Linked DNA regions of Sus scrofa: region 2 is linked to region 1. The links are chromatin contacts, called in public HiChIP or PLAC-seq maps. All regions are on one chromosome and are shown on one strand. Each heading gives the region's core, a stretch centred on a gene start, on an enhancer-like site or on the middle of the called end of the contact. The rest is flanking DNA. Distances are from core to core; before and after follow the strand shown.

Region 1 (3,902 bases), core at 431-2,930:
TTTCAGTTATTTTTAAAAGTATTAAAGGTTCCTAAGACCAAGATGTTTGAGAATCACTAGAATGACACAGTCTCCAAGACACATTGTTAAGAAAAGTACATATAGATTGGTATGATTTTAAGTTAATATTCATGTGAAAAGATTATAAATGGGATATTTATTTTCTTGTATATACGTAAAATTCCTCCAGAAGGACATAAAGGAATTACAAGGGTTGGTTCAGCAAGGAAGGAATGAAAAGTAAACTCTTTAAACTCTTGAGCTCATTTGTATTTTGAATGCATTACTCATAGTAAAAAGAAGGACTTAAAATATCACTACCAGCTGTATTGCAAATTTCAGGGAATCTAAGTCTGCTATGAAAAGTTGGAGCAGATTTAGAATAATGGTTGTTTTTCTGGTGACATGCTTTTTTTCTTATTTGGGAAGAAAATTAAGCTTGCTTATGTTGAGAATGAAAAATTTAATTTAATGTCCAAGCCAAATACGTTCTGGTGAAATTACATAAATCAAATAGGTAGCAGTTTCCCCTGATAGTGCCCAAAGTATACTGAACCTAAGTTTTAAGGAGGAACAATTTAATTTTTTTTTTTTTAACCAACGGTTATTTCTAAGTTCCTAGTAAAGAGATTGGATTTATTTTAGAAGACTTAGAATGTGTAGTCTGTCATTTAAGAGATTTTGAATAAGTGCTGCATGAAATGTGGAAGTACAACTAAGTAGACTTTGGTTCTGACATTTGATTGGATGCAAAAAGTGCTTTTTAATCCTCATAAGCTTTGAGGCTTTGGGAATTCTGAAAAGAATAACTAAGGAGTTCAATTTTATTTATACTTTCTGCTGTTAAGTGTAACTTTTGATCAGTGTTCATACTTTTGACTTTTAGATTAAATGTCCTTTAATGAAAAGGGAGAATTATTTTAATGCAGAAACTCTTCAGATTTTCTTTTTCTTATAATACTTCTAAAATTTATTTCTTTGAATACTGAAATATAATTTCTAGAGTTCTTTGAAGCAGTTTAGAGAAAGATATAACATGAAATTCTGTTCATTAGTTAGAGTAAAAGGTTTGCCCATAATGTGGAACCATTTCCACCAGTTCTTTAGTTATTAACAAAGAATGCCTTTAGTAATGTTACTGGATTTTTCTGAAGCATCAGACAAATGGGTAGTTAATTCAGAAAGGAGTTTACTTACTGCTTCCATATACATGTGTAATAGTTGACATTTTTAAACGCGCTCACATTACTTTCTTTGATTCTCCACACATCTTGGAAGTGGCACAGTTAGTATTTTTCTTATTTTTATGTGTATGGAAATTGGAATTCAGAGGGCTAAATGAATTGCCTTATGTCATATAACCTTGTTAAATAGCAAAATAGCAATTTAGATTTGAGTGTGGCTAGATTCAAGATTTAGATTTAAACAATGAATATTGAAGCAAGACTCTCCTAAATGCCAAAAGGAAAAAAAAAAAAAAAAAAAAAAAAGGCATTTCTTTACCTACTGCGTTCCAGGTTTTGTAGTTTGCTCTAGATACCCAAAGATAGCACACAGATCTGGCCCTCCAGTGGCTGAAAGTTTAGCGGCAGAGACCACCCAGGGACAAGTAAGTGCAGTGGTGCCCTCTTAAAGGGCTGTGTATCTCACTTTTGAGGAAGTGAGTCAGGTCTTGAAGGTTGAATAGGAGAAGTTAGCCAGGGTGAGTCTGGGACTGTTAGTAGTTCCTAGTGATTGCTGTGCTGGGCTACATGTGAGAGGAGCAGGATGTGAAAGCAGAGAGGTAGGTGGTGTGCCCTGAAGTTGAAACCGAACTTTCTTTTTGAAGGTTTCACAGTGCTAAAAAAGGAATGGGAATAGATGGAACGACTCGGTTTGAACAAGGTTTGAGTCTCAGTTCTTGAGCTTATTAGCTGTGGGACTGTGGTCGAGTGACTAAATATTTCTGAGCCCCAGTTGCCTCAGATGTAAAATGGGAATAACATTTAATTTATTGCAGTAGGAGGACTAAGAAAAATGTGAAAAGAAGCACCTAGTGGCCAAACCTGATGCAAGAACTCAGTAATGGAAGATGAATTAGAAGTAAGGACAGCTCCCTACACATACTCTAAGCTTCTAAGTAGAACTGAAAAAAATGAATTAAATCTTATTTTAAAATATTATGGACTGTTTGGGCATTTCTAAAACAGTTTAGCTGAAATGGTTTTATAACTTCAATGTTTAAATTTAATATTTTGGAGTCTTTTCAGTGGGGCGTTTCTTTATATCCTTGTTTGAAAGCCAGACTTTGTGTATGATATGGCTGTCAGGTTATGAGGTTGTTACAAGTTAGCCCTTGTGTAGAGTCAGTTTTGTTGGCTTGATGTTTTGTGCCAAGCCCATTCCTCCACCTCTCTTGCCCAGGAATGAATTCACAGCTGGAAAGACCTGGATCTGTCATCTCTTAAACACTATAATTTTAGGCAAATCCTTAAATTGTAGGCAAACACATTTGTGTGTTTCTTCTATATGAAAATGGCACCTAATTAATGTAGCTTTAGAGAATAAAATTAAATAGTACATGGGTGCATTTGTAAAACGCATTAATCTACTTGGGCTGCTGTAACAAAATACCACAAACTGAGTGGTTTAAACAACAGGAATTTGTCTCGTTCTGGAGGCTAGGAAGTCCAAAAATAATGATATCAGCTGATTTGGTGCCTGATGAGAGGTCTTCTGGCTTGTAGACAGCCATTCTCTTTACGTGTGCTCCCTCACATGGCCTTTCCTCTGAGTGTGCTCTGGGGGAGGGGAGGGAGAGGAAGGGGAGGAGAATGTGCCCTGGTGGGTGTCTTTTCTTATAAGGACACTAATCCTCTAGGATCAGGACTCTACCCTTACAAACTCATTTTGCCTTAATTACTTCCTTACTCTAAATGCAGCTGCACTGTTAGGGCTTCAGCATATGAACTTGTGTGTGTGACACACAAACACACACACATTCATTCCACAACATGCAGTACAATTGGAAGTTTTTTCTTTGATGCTGTATGACATGGTATGTGGTAACAATGAGTAAATGCCAATCATATATTATATTTAACTGCTCTCCAGAGCTGCATGTGTGTATAGACCGTTTGAATGCTACTTCCTAGCCAATAACGTTTATAATCCGTTAGCTACAGGGGTGGTTTATGACCGAGTTATGTTACTGTGCTTACAGTAGATATAAGATATCAGCAGACTTTCTTGTAGTGTGTTAAGTCCATACCACAGTCAGAATATTACTGTGCTTACGGTAATTATAAGATATCAGCAGACTTTCTTGTTGTGTGTTAAGTCTATACCACTTCCTTGATTTTTCCCTACCTTCCAGGCCCTAATGTGGTTTGGTTCCCATAGTAAATGTCTATGTTCAGTGATAATTTTAAAAATCGTATCATTTATCTTGATTGCGAATTCACCTTTTTATTTTTTAACAGAGCAGGACTTTTAACTAATGTGGTAAGGTTACACATTTTAAAGACAGCTGAATCAGACCTCAGTTTTGCATAGCAGATTTTGGAGCAAAGATAGAAGTCTTAACTAAACTTCAAGATACAGGCCTCTTCCTTTTCTTTTTTGTGAATTTCAATATGATTTTGATTGACTTGTAGGTCTGTTTGCATTTTAGATTGTGCTGGAAGATCTTCATACCTAGTTTCCCAGGATGATCACGTTTATGCTCTTTCTCACAGGCCAGCCCTCCAGACCTTTATATTGAAAGATTTAATCTAGCTCTTGGACAATATATGGGAGCATTGCAGAGCATTGTGCCTCTTTTCATATATATGGTAAGTTAGGTCTCTTTCCCCTTTCTAGATACCTTGGTTTATTGGTTTAAGTGCAGATAAATGTGTAAAGTTAAGCATATTCTATTATTC
Region 2 (3,902 bases), core at 578-3,077, 93 kb before region 1:
TGGCCCAGACTGGCTGGGGGGCACTGCAGCATTACCTGCCACACTCCCCTGCCCTCTGCTTCAGCCACAGCTGGACGCGTCTCTCCAAACTTGCCTTCTGAGCCTTCGTCTCTGCACTTGGAGGACATTTCGGAAAAAGCCTCCCTACTCCTTCTCAGCAGGACAGGACAGAGCTGATGGTCCTAGTGGACCAAAACCACAGGGGAGGAGAAGGCAGACCTGTTTATTGCTTGTTTATTTTCTGTGAGGCCCTTACCTGGTGATCCGCATAAATTGTCCCCTGGAGTTCCTGTGTGGCTCAGTGGGTGAAGGATCTGGCATTGTCACTGCAGGGGCTCAGGTTGCTGCTGTGGCGTGGGTTCAGTCTCCAGCCCCGGAACTTCTGTGTGCTGCGGCACTCTGTAACCTGTCTCTAGGATTAGTGTTTCCAGACTCCTCTAACCAGGATCCACACCTGTACAACACTTATGAACCATACTGCAGCCAGGTGCCAGGAAAAAAGGAACTGGCACAGCTGCAAAGTCAGAAAGCCCTGGCTTCGGAACCGGCAGGCACCATGTATGAGCTGCCTGGCTATTGGCACACTTAGAAGCTTTGAGCCTCAAATTCTTCATCGAGATTGGGGTGACAGTAAAACAAGGGGGTTTCAGTAAAACAAGTTCATGTACTGGCCAGGTGTGATGGTTCCGTTTTTGGTCCACTAGACTGGGTCGTGGGATATCCAGATATTTGGCCAAACACTTGTAGGTGTGTCTGTGAGGGTGTTTCCAGAAGAGATGAGCATTTGAATTTGGCGGACTCAAATAACTAAATAATCCAGGCTACACCTAATTGAACTGTGAATACAGGCTTCATTTATCTGGAGTTTTGCTTCAAAGAACTACTTTTGTTAAGGCAGCCCTGCGTCTTATGACAGTAACTGAAGCCACTGAGAAATGACTCCACTGTGATATTTAGCAAATTATTTTTATCTGATGGGTAAACTCACATTAGTGCAGCTGTTCATGTCGAAGAGAAGGGAACAGAGTGAGGGGTGTTTGGGGCGCCTGCTGGGCTCGCTTCATCAAAGGTGCCTTGTTGTCTGGTGTCTGTCTCCGGTTGTGCTATTTCTGCGGGGCTGAGTTGTCACTGACGTGTCGCTGGTGGCAATAATAAAACTTAAAGAAAGTGGGAGTATCCTGGTTCAGTGAGAGGGCCTGGACTAAACAGGTGAGGCAGTTTTCTGCATGAAGGAGGGCCTTGGCTCCAATTTCACTTTCCCAAGCCTCATGCCAGACAGGCTTCCCACCCCTGCATCGCGTGTTCTTTTTTTCCTGCATAACTCATGCCCAAGGCAGAGAACACCAGCTGCCTCCTCCACTGGCCGGTTGGGTCACCTGCCACTGGCACTGAGCTCCTCCAGCAGAGGTCCCTCCGGAATCATCGCCTTCATAATTGCTCTTCCCTCGGCAGGATTCTTCCCTAGGCTTCCCCTGGCTTTCCCAGGGCATGTGCGTGGCTGTCTCCTCACCATTCAGGCTGCCGCTGAAATGTCACCTCCTCAGAGAAGCCCTCCCTGACCCCACCAGGGAGGTAGCCCCCACCCCACCAGCGGTCTCATCCAAGGTCAGCCAAGTGAGTGAGCCGTTTCAGACACCTGGCTCAGCCTAGCTGCAGGTGGCTGCAGCTGTCGCCACATTGGACTATAAGGACAGGAACAGCCAAGTGAGAACCGCTCAGCTGAGCCTCGTCAACTCACTGAGCGTCGTCACCCCCTGTGGTAAAGCCACTGAGTGTTAGCTAGTTTCCTCATCACAACTCTGGGAGGACGGACATTCTTCCTCCCTTTAGAAAGGAGGAAGCAGAGCCACGGAGAGGCGAGTCAGCCCCCACAATCATGCCGCGAGGCCTGAAGCTCCTTATTGTGTCGAGGGGAAACTCAGGTTCTGAGGGATTAGAAAGACTGGCCAGGAGTCCCCCGCTGGTGGCTGCCCAATGGGTTCAAGGCTGGAGCTCCCTGCCCCCACCCTCTCCATGGCTCTGCCCTTCCTGTCGAGCGTGGCTCTTTTCCAGCCCAGCTTCTGCATGTCTCCCCCCGCCCCCCCGGCCCTTTCCAGGGAGCCCCTCCCTCCCTGAACAAGCAGCAGGGGCTAAAATTTTGTGCACGTGGCACTAGGAACCGAGCCGGGCGAAAATAAATCCCAGATGGAGCAAAGAGCTAAACAAACAAACAACTAGAATAGAATCTTTGCAGAAAATATAAGAGAATATTTTTGTCATTCTCGGGAGTGTCAGCTTTCCTCACCGAGTCACAAAACCCAGAGGCTCCCAAGGAAAAGCCTGACATCCTTGACGATATACAGCGAGAAAACCTTCAGATTGACAGAGGCCCTTGAGTAGAGTGAAGCACAACCACAGACCAGAGAAAATTGTTTTCTTCATATCCAACAGAGAATTAAGTTTCAAAATAGTCAATGAAGAGTTCCCATCATGCTAATGAATCCGACTAGTAACTAGGAGGTTGCGGATTCGATCCCTGGGCTTGCTCAGTGGGTTGGGGATCTGGCATTGCCGTGAGCTGTGGTATATGTAGGTCGCAGACTCAGCTTGGATCTGGCATTGCTGTGGCTATGGTGTAGGTCAGCAGCTGCAGCTCTGATTGGACCCCTAGCCTGGGAACTTCCATATGCCTCATGTGTGGCCCTAAAAAGCAAAATAAATAAATAAATAAATAATTAAAATAAAAAAAAGAATATTCAATGAGGGAGTTCCCATCATGGCTCAGTGGTAATGAATCCAACTAGTATCCAAGAGAGTGCAGATTTTATCCCCGGCCTTGCTCAGTGGGTTAAGGATCCGGCATTGCCATGAGCTGTGGTGTAGGTCGCAGACACGGCTCGGATCCTGGGTTGCTGTGACTGTGGGGTAGGCTGGCAGCTGTAACTCTGATTAGACCCTTAGCCTGGGAACCTTCATATGCTGTGGGTGTGGCCTTAAAAAGAAAAACAAACAAAGAAACAATATTCAACGTTGAGCAGAGACAGCTTCCTCACACCCCCAAATAAAAACCATAGTTTAGTGTTAGGTTTGCCGAGGGAGGAACGCACAAGGCCAAGGTGGTCAAGCAACAGAGATTGATGAAGGCATCAGAGGGGCACGGGCTGAGCTCAGGATGGTGCCAGCCCTGACTGTGAGGAGGTGCCAGGCTTATAAAGGACCTGTGCTGGGAATCTGGCTGAATGGAGTTCATGGCGGGAATGTGGGGCAGGAAGGATGAAGGAGGGGAAGGTCAAGGGCGGGTTAGGGGGTCGAGTCCCATGACAGAGGGCACTGAATCCTTGCGGGAGGTTAATCTATGCAGGCGGTTGTTTTCCACAGGCCGTTGTTGCTTGCTGCCCAACTCAGCCTCCACATTCGGGCAGAGGGTGTCCATAGCAGGTCTCCAAGGTCAGCAGCCACACTTGGGGGGTGGGGGGTCTGTCTCTGTCCTCCTGGGAACCTATCACTCAGGAGTTCCCACTGTGGGGCAGTGGGATTGGAGGTGTCTCTGTGGCACTAGGACACAGGCTCAATCTCTAGCCTGGCACAGTGGATTAAAAGGATTGGTGTTGCTGTACCTTTGGCATGGATCTGATCCCTGGCCCGGGGAACTCCATGTGCCTTGGGGCAGCCAAAAAATCTATAGCTCAAACACATCACTTGAGGGCTCGCACCACTGGCATATGGAAGTTCCCGGGCCAGGGATTGAACCCATGCCGCAGCAGTAACCAGAGCCAGGTTCTTAACCTGCTATGCTACCAAGGGAACTCCTGACCTCAGCTGTTTTGCTTTCCATCTCATAGAGGAAGGTGTTTCAGGGCTGACAGGAGGGTTCCACTGTGATCAGAGACCTGGCTGCTTCTGTCTTTCGGCTTCACCATTGC

What was found. HiChIP or PLAC-seq counts read pairs in DNA pulled down with a chosen protein or histone mark.
Region 2: an H3K27ac HiChIP or PLAC-seq map of alveolar macrophages shows a contact between it and region 1. The contact joins two enhancer-like sites. A contact is called at or near these places in 3 of 47 Hi-C or Micro-C datasets (embryonic fibroblasts, heart right ventricle and liver) and 1 of 2 datasets of contacts at active chromatin or transcription factors (alveolar macrophages).

The regions. Positions count from the first base shown.
Region 1 is chr14:128,708,714-128,712,615 of Sscrofa11.1, reverse strand. It overlaps CACUL1 (CDK2-associated and cullin domain-containing protein 1), which reads left to right. Exons shown (of 9, transcript XM_003483565.4): 4 at 3,717-3,812. Among named protein-coding and RNA genes, the nearest start is that of CACUL1, 38 kb to the left of the region's middle. Within about 2 kb of position 1,680, at least 6 of the 83 cell types and tissues checked have an H3K27ac peak or open chromatin away from gene starts, as enhancers often do. A contact at or near this core is called in alveolar macrophages, where this site is marked.
Region 2 is chr14:128,801,461-128,805,362 of Sscrofa11.1, reverse strand. The region is part of intron 5 of LOC106506135 (a long non-coding RNA gene); the gene reads left to right. Among named protein-coding and RNA genes, the nearest start is that of CACUL1, 54 kb to the right of the region's middle. Within about 2 kb of position 1,827, at least 9 of the 83 cell types and tissues checked have an H3K27ac peak or open chromatin away from gene starts, as enhancers often do. A contact at or near this core is called in alveolar macrophages, where this site is marked.